Regions from separate parts of the Mus musculus genome. Here region 2 is linked to region 1. The links are chromatin contacts, called in public Micro-C maps. All regions are on one chromosome and are shown on one strand. Each heading gives the region's core, a stretch centred on a gene start, on an enhancer-like site or on the middle of the called end of the contact. The rest is flanking DNA. Distances are from core to core; before and after follow the strand shown. Region 1 has its middle 8.0 kb from the start of A930018P22Rik. Region 2 overlaps D430041D05Rik (RIKEN cDNA D430041D05 gene).

The links. A called contact is a pair of places that touch in the nucleus more often than the background predicts.
Region 2: a Micro-C map of muscle stem cells shows a contact between it and region 1, with 2.5 times the contacts expected there. The contact joins two enhancer-like sites. A contact is called at or near these places in 4 of 39 promoter capture datasets (embryonic stem cells, hippocampal neurons and stem cell-derived epiblast-like cells), 1 of 15 datasets of contacts at CTCF or cohesin (embryonic stem cells), 17 of 484 Hi-C or Micro-C datasets (the C2C12 cell line, CD8 T cells, the G1E-ER4 cell line and 8 more), 2 of 115 datasets of contacts at active chromatin or transcription factors (acute myeloid leukemia and embryonic stem cells) and 4 of 9 other capture datasets (adipose tissue, embryonic stem cells, liver and 1 more).

The regions. Positions count from the first base shown.
Region 1 is chr2:104,128,827-104,132,695 of GRCm38.p6, reverse strand. No RefSeq gene overlaps it. Among named protein-coding and RNA genes, the nearest start is that of A930018P22Rik, 8.0 kb to the right of the region's middle. Within about 2 kb of position 2,420, at least 41 of the 459 cell types and tissues checked have an H3K27ac peak or open chromatin away from gene starts, as enhancers often do. A contact at or near this core is called in muscle stem cells, where this site is marked.
Region 2 is chr2:104,255,280-104,259,570 of GRCm38.p6, reverse strand. It overlaps D430041D05Rik (RIKEN cDNA D430041D05 gene), which reads left to right. Exons shown (of 21, transcript NM_001368844.1): 2 at 1,063-1,407; 3 at 4,001-4,291. Among named protein-coding and RNA genes, the nearest start is that of Gm22501, 29 kb to the right of the region's middle. Within about 2 kb of position 2,705, at least 4 of the 459 cell types and tissues checked have an H3K27ac peak or open chromatin away from gene starts, as enhancers often do. A contact at or near this core is called in muscle stem cells, where this site is marked.

The sequences.
Region 1 (3,869 bases), core at 1,171-3,670:
GAGCATGCAGCTTCATGCCATAGACTTCTCAGACTCCTCTCTAATCACTGCCCTCCAGGTAGTGTGTCCACATCACCTTGGATGTGCTGACACCTGGTATGGATGGATGAAAGAACTGGCCAACATCAATGGTCCTTTCTTGGAGGTGCCACCTACAGAGAGACAGAACCCTGGGCACTGTCTGTTGGGGAAAAAAGTACTTCCCCTAACTTCCTCCCAGCCACACCCATCTCCTTGTCCCCATTTGTGAGGCTGTGCCCTAGAGTTATATAACGTCAACGTTTCTACTTCCCTGTGTCTCAGCATCCCACTAGCTCTGAGCTCTGAGCTCTTACCTACCATCACTCCCTGCATCAGCAGCTCAAACACTGAGGCCCGTGTCCTTCCTACAAGGACTAGAAATCCCCAAGGATTCACAGCTGTCCTATGCTGCCGGATCTCTGCCCTGCCGGAAGCAGACTCAGAAAGATCAACATGGCCATGGTTGCATATCTGCTCTGTGATAAATCTGACAGAGAAAGGCCAAAGTACCCTAAGACACAACAGCATTCTTGCCTGCAGTGGAACTGAAAACTCAGAGCGGTTTTGAAAGGCTCTCTCACCCTGCTGCTCCCAGAAGCCAGGTCCTACAGGCACCAAATCTTGCCTGGTTCCATTGGCACCGGGGAAGCACACAAATGATTAAAATAATAAGGCAATGAGAGATGCCCCTTACACCAGAGTACTCTGTCGACATGACCAAAGGGTCACCCCATAACAGCTGCTTGCAATTCCTAGTGGGTTTCATGTTCTGTCTTGCTCAAAACAGTCAGCAGTGGTAGACAAAGGCCTTTGGCCTCTGTGTACAGGCTCCTGTCTCTGCCTTGCCCTTTATCTTGCTTTACTTAAAGCAGACTTTGTTAATCTGGTCAGGTTGCAGGACGTTCCTCCACCTGGCTTACAAGGTCTACCACATCAGAAGTCAGGAGCAGTGTGCAATCTTTTATCTCCTGCGTCTATAGCTAGACAGCCCCTGGTCAGTCTGCCTTCCCTGTGGACAGGACCAGCTGCTTCTTTCAGGACTTCTCCCCCTCCGTAACTGAGGGGACACATCAAGCCAGGGGAAGCAACTAGCTTATATATATTTCAGTTTGGCCTTGATTGCTCCCAAGCAGCTACCCCTGTAGCTCAGCTACAAACAAGGCTGTGCTTTTGCTCCCCATTTAGTTGGGGATGTGCTGGTGCTTAGCGACATTCTCCTGGGGGAAGGGGAAGACAACCCCGCATCAGTACATGTGCCTGTTTTCACAGTGTAAATATTCTCCCTGTGCATCATCAGGAAGAGATGCAATTATGCGCTATTTCCACCCTATAGACCCAACATGGGTAAATTATCTTGAGCATAGATATAACAAAATAATTAGGAAGTTCAGAATTGTCAACATGTGTTGTCATTTTTTAAAAGTTTTATTTATCATTATTTGTGTCTGCATTTAGCCATATGCACCATGTACATGCAGTCCCTGAAGAGGCCAGAAGAGGGCACCCTGTTGCCTGACCCTCCCGGGGCTGGGATGGCAGAGCTGTGCCACCAGTCTGTTGTAAATTGATACAATTTAACTTTAACTTTTGAGACTTTAACTTTTGAGACTCGTTCTTGCTGTGTGGTTCAGGTTGGACTTTGATTTATTTATTTTTACTTATTTTGTTTGTGTATGAGTGCTCTGCTGTGTGTACACCTGCATGCAGAAGAGGGCATCAGATCTCTTTATAGTGAGCCACCGTGTGGTTGTTGGGATTGAACTCAGGACCTCTGGAAAAGCAGCCAGTGCTCTTAACTGCTGAGCCATCTCTCCAGTCCTGGACTTGGAATTTATTATGAAGTTCAGACAGACCTCAGACTCCCAACTCCCTGTCTCAGACTCCCTAAAAGTTTGTTAATGGTGACTACATTTGATAAATTGCTCGTAGAACTCCTGAAAAAATGGATAGTTGGCTCTCCTACACCTGCAGCTGACTCTTCTACTCCTTTTTAAGCCTAGGCAGTTGCTTCCATCATGGTCTCCTTCACTGCCAGGCATCTTTTTCTTTGGAGAAACAGCTTCTTTCTCCCACTCTGTCTTGTCTCCAGAGAAGCAATCACATGATCAGCAATCGTATGATCCCACAGCGCTGAAGTAAGTGAGTAATACCAGAATACTGTCAGCCCTTCCATGATGGCTTTGGTTCCCAGTCAGCCACTGAAAGCCTCTGATTTTCCACAACAGCTCCAAGCACAGACAAGTTAGTACTTGAGATGTGCAGTCTGCAAGAAATGAGGCCACTTTGGCGGGTGTGAATGAAGTCTGTGTCTGGCTGCTGCAGCTGTCTGAGGAGGGTAGGGCTGGGTTATCTCAGGGACCCAGAGCAGGCGGTTACACCCAGTGCTCGCCAACTGGCTGTTGTGTGTGGACACTGGCAAGCAAATGCCAGGCGTACCATCCTCCATGGCCTGCTGTGTCACCTAATCAGTTCAAGAGTACCAGGAGAACACCTGGGAGGGGTCAGAATTCAATCTCTGCATTGTGTTGTCACACACAACTTTTACAGCTCTTAGTTTTGGGGTTTTGCTTTGTTGGGTTTTGGGAGGATAGTGTGTGGGATGTGTGTGTGTGTGTGTGTGTGTGGTATGTGAGTGTGTGTGGTATATGTCCAGGTGTGTTAATATGTACTGAATCTGGAGGAAGACATCAAGTATCCTGCACAATTGCTGTCTTATTCCTTTGGCACAGGGTCTCTTGCTGAGCCTGGAGCTAGACTTGCTGGCCAGCAACCCTCTTCAGCCCCCAGCACTGCAGTTACTGCACCATAGCTGTTCCCAGCTTTGTGTGTGAGTGCTCGGAATCCAGACTCAGATCCTCATGTGTACACAGCGAGCACTCTTACCCACCGAGCTGTCTCCCCAGCCCCTGTTCTGGTTGGTGTGTTTTGGCTTTTGAGACAGTGTCTTGCTACATAGTCCTGGGTGGCCTGGAAGTGTGTGGAGCAAGATGGTCTTAAACATGCTATGATGCGTGTGCTTTAGCCTTCCAAGCTGGGCCACGGTGACCACTATGTCCTGCTTTCTGGGGTTTCTGCAGCCATGCTCACTGAGGAAGAAACCTGTAGGGCAGCCTTAGCAGACCTAGATTCTGAGCTAGCTCTGTAGCTCCTTGACTATGCCTGGAGGGAAGTGACCTGGCCGGGGAGCATTAGCTTCTTGTTTAGAAAACTTGCTCAGAGAGACCTACCCCACAATGTGGTGGGAGGCATTAAATGAGATGTTTGTCCACTGCCACACCTGAGCACTTAGCCGGAGCCACTTATCTGGGTAGCCCCTGAGGGCTCTCTGGACTCTGGACTCTCTGGAGGTAATGGATCACAGCCCCTACCCCCTCCTCCCCACTTTGTCTCCATCTGAGCTCTGTACCTGGTTTTCCTGGCCGATTCTCATTGCCCCCAGCAGTCACCTGTCTGAAAGTCCAAAGTTTTCAAGGAAAACAAGAAGCACTGAACATACCCGAACTCAAGTCTGTCCTCTTCCAGGCACTGGGGGAATGGATCCAGAGTGACTGTCAGGCTGCAAGGGTCTTAGTAGAACAAAGTTTGTCAACTCAAGGAATTTCCTCTTTCACCCTTTTGGCCTGCGCAGTGTTTTGGAACCATCGGAATGAGTTGCCGAGATTGAGAAACCAGGTTGCCACCTGACCTTGTGCTCACACGCCAGCTTTGGCAATGACGGAATGACTGCTTACACTGGGGAGCTATTCCCTTGAACACTGAGCCCAAGCCCTGCAGCTTGCCAGTCCCACCTCGCCCCACAGCTCCAGGGTCTCCAGCCTGGCGTGCTGGAAATACTCAAAGATTTGAGG
Region 2 (4,291 bases), core at 1,456-3,955, 130 kb before region 1:
AAAAACAAATGGCACCTAAGGGTTGTGTCTGGCCTTCACATGCATGGATACCTTATACACCCACATGCGTGGATACTCTTACACACACACACACACACACACACACACACACATGCATGTGGGGTAGTAAGAAGAAAAGTATTAGCTAAGAACATTTAGCTACTTTTTGCACCATCAACCCAGAAGAGCCAGGAAGGGGTCATCAACAATGGGAGAGCAGGACATGTGGCATCCCAGACTTCCATGTTCCATGCCCTCCTTTCCTGCTGTGCGTCAATCACTCCTACCTGTCAATCTCTCCTCACCTTCCTGCTGGGCGTCACACATTGTGCTGACAGTTCTTGTCTCAGCAGGTGCTTCTAGTGACACCAGACCTTTTGAGAGGTGTCTCCTGTCCTAGGTGGAATATGAATGATTTTTCTTTTGGAAATAACCTAATGTGAAAGAAATCCCTTCTGCTCCTTGACACAGCATGAACAAAGAACCAGAAATCCTTTTAAATCCAAGAGAAATACATTCTATTGAAGCCATTTATCCTTGAGGTATTTCCTTGAGTATATTTTTCACATTCCTTGTGCATCATGGGTTCTTGGATCATGTCTACTTTGGTATCATTTGCTAGCTGCAGGCAGCCACATCTTTCTGATTTTTCTATGCTTTAAGCCTAGTAAGTGATAGAAAACTATTTAAACACATGAGTGTCTCCCACAATGTTGTTTGAAAATCCCTTCATCAAGCAGGCATGGTGGAACATGCGTTACTCCCAGCCATGGGAGGGAGAGCAGGTTAATAGGTATGAATTACAAAGTGAGACCCTGTCTCAAAAAATCCCTTCATCAAAGTCTAATTTTTATAGCACTTCCCTGTGGGTTTCCTGCAATACATCGCACTTACTTCGTTCCTTGCTACTTCGTTCCTTGTTTGAGTTGTTTCATGAGGGTTCTGTGATGAGCAGAAGGACTGTGGCCAGGCAGGGCCTGTCTTGCTTGCTCCTTGTCTCCAGCGCCTGCCCATTGCAGTGCATCCTGATCCCACATCTCATGTGGATGCTTTCTTTCACAGGGACAGACAATCTACAGATACATGTCACTCCGACCTCAGAGTCCTTTCCCCTTGGGAAATTGTTACCAATTTCACCAACATGGCCTTTCTTGGAAGTCAAGTCTTCCTCAGCAGCAGACAGATTCAAGAATGTGCTGGGACAGCCTCCTGACAACACAACCTTGCTGAAGCTATCCCAGACACCTCTGCCTAAGGCACACCGTAGGACCAGGGCACATGTGGACTTCTCTTCATCCCCTTACCAAGGAAGTGGACATAGCGCCTCCCTGGATCTTGCCAAGGACCCCACTGAGACTCTGGTCCAAACAAGGCCTGAAGGGGGAAGAGAAGCAGCGGACATGTCAGGTTTGCCTCGCACCAGCATGCTTCCCCCATTACCTACAGCCCCATCAGCCACCTCGAGTGCTGTCTCCCCATCACAGCCCCTGGTAGGGATGCCTTTCCTTTCAAAGCATCCGTTGAGGTCAGACAGCTCCCTTCTTCTCCCTCCACCATCATCATCTTCATTGGCCCCTGATTCACCACATTCCATCCCCACTCCTAAGCCAGTACAGCATCCCACCAAAGTGCCTTTGTTTCCCCAAATGACACCAGCTGACTTCTCTTCAGGTCAGAGCCCAGTTAATGTCCTGAACCCATTTTTTCATAAAACAAACCTCTTTCCATCCAGAGATGCCCAGACTCTCATAGGTACCCCTCGCCTAGACTTTTCTACATCCTCCACAAAGCAGTACTCTGAGCCGTCCCTATCAGAGAGTCCCCGCCCAGCAGCTTCCCCAACTCCTGGGGTTCTGAGCTCCATAGCAGAACAAGACCACCTGTCTCTCCCTTCCCTAGCCCCTGGAGGCCTTCCAGGTGTAACCTCCTCACGGTCCATGTGGGAAGAGGCTTTGAGTCCTGTATCTACCCAGCCATTCCGCACATCGGGGCCTGTCAGAGGGCGTGGTGCAGAGTCATTGCCCATTTATCTGCGCACATTGGCAGCAAGCTATGGGGCCTGGGCCCCACGATTCCAGACTGCAGAGTCAGTGATGACCAGCAGAGAGCTAGCCCCTGTTCCTCCTACAAATAGTTTTGCCAACTGGCCACATTTGTCAGAAGTGCCAGAGAGTTCCAGAAAGCCCACCCTCTCCCCAGAAAACAAACCTTCCTCTTTGGTGCCTCCTCCTCAGCCTCTTACTACACTCAGTCAAGGGCAAATGGTCCATCCTGAGGCAGCTCCTGGATCACCACTGAAGGGGACAGGCACCCCTCTCTCCCTGCTTACTGTCCGCCAGCCCAATAAGGATCACGCCTCTCCAGCCCCTGTGCCAGAGGCACCCTTGTCCCGAGAAGGTGCCCATGATGAATACCTTCCTGATGCAGCCACACAGCTTCTCTCAAGCAAACTTCCTAATCCTCCTCCTACAATTTGGACATTTCCTCAGCAAAAGGAGGACAGGGCAGCAGCCATTTTCTGGACAAATGAAAAGGCAAACGGGACAACTTCTCTGTGGGCTCTGCCAACGAAAGAGGCCCCCAGTCGTCGTGCAGTGACTGGATCCACCTCTGATTTTAACACAGGTCGTCTCTCACCTCTCATCATGACAGCACTAAGAACAGACCTCTCTCCTCCAGGGTCACCTCCATCATCCGCGCTCACCACACAAGCTGCTTCTCCTCGCTCTTCCGGTACCAAGCTGGAGTCTCTCGCAGCTGTCACAAGCCAGTCAGAGTTGCCAGCTTCGGCTTCCAAACAGGTGACAGAACTTCCCTCCTCCACCGACGTCCATGGTCTCCCAACAATGGGAGGCACGAGAAAGCCAGCAGCCACAGATGTTTTCTGGAGCTTTCTTTCAGCAGAAACTGCATCCCTCGCCACACAATCGGGGATATCTGGCTCGCAGCAGCAAACGAATCATGATGTAAACACTCATACAATTAACTCCACACATCGGGAACTTCGTCCAGCTTCAGTGGCTCTTCCCGGTGGTACAACTTCAGCTGCCAATGCATTACAATCTCGGAATTTCAAAGAGATTGCTGGGCAGCTGGTGGCTGCAGACAGCTTTAACTTCCAGGACCCAGTCCTCAGTCCCAGGACCAGCCAGCCTCTCCAACCCTCAGAAGAGGCCGTAGTCGAAAGCCACACAGACTTCCCGCCCACAGGCAAGCATGCCAGAGACTTTGACACAGAAATGGTTCATTACTACTCCTCCACAAGTCAAAATCCTATGTCACAACTGCCCATCCGGCCGGCCCATCCTTTTTGGCCAACCTGGCCAAGTTTAGCTTCTGCGGCTAGCTTGCACCAAATGCTTTCAGATGGAACAGACGCAGGTTCACACATTTCCAGTGACATCTATCTATCACCAGGGGAAAATGGCTCCCCACAATTCCAGAGTGTCCTGGAATATCACTCATCTACAGCCTCACCTTCCGTACCAACCGGTGCCTTTTCCAGGACCCCTTCCAAAGTGCTGCGAACCTCCCGGCGTCCCAAGAAATGGACAGGTGCAGCCACTCACACAGGTAGTTTGTTTCCTGGTACCCAGAAAACAGGTATGACTGCTTTTTCGGCCAAAGCATCTTCAAGCTTCACACTGATGCTCAGCTTTGCTTTGAAGCAACCTGCCTCCCCTCGTTCAGTAGTGAGGTGCAGCTCCAGGCAGGCAGGCAGGCGCCGATCCATCCAGCCTACCTGATTTTTTTTTTTTTGAAAGTATTCAGAATATATGTCCTTGTTATCAACAACCATGGCTTTGCTGTAAGCGGCATTCTCGTTATGGCTGATTGACTTAATAAACCTAAAGCTGTTTCCCTGAGCTCTCCCCTCTGCAAGTCTGGAATGCAGAGACTTCTTACACTAGCAAGCTCATAAGCGACATTCCTTCATCATCAAGACTGTGGTGTGTGCATCCCGGTCCAGTGACAAACTTTTCCTTTTCTCTCTTTGCAGTGGAAACCTCTGTGTCCTCCAAAGGAGAACTGTCAGCAACTGCAGCAGCCACCGCCACCACCACATTGTTTCTGAGAAGATCAAGTCCAGCGCCACTGTCTGCAGCACTCACTGCTAAGGGCACTGGCAGCAGCAGCAGCAACTTAGCCAAGAGCAGTCTGACCACTGCTCTAGCTAAAAACGTCACCAACAAGGCAGCATCAGGCCCAAAGGTGACAGCAGGGACCATCCACACAGCCTTCCCATTCACACCAACCTACATGCTTGCCCGGACAGCACACAGCCTGAGCA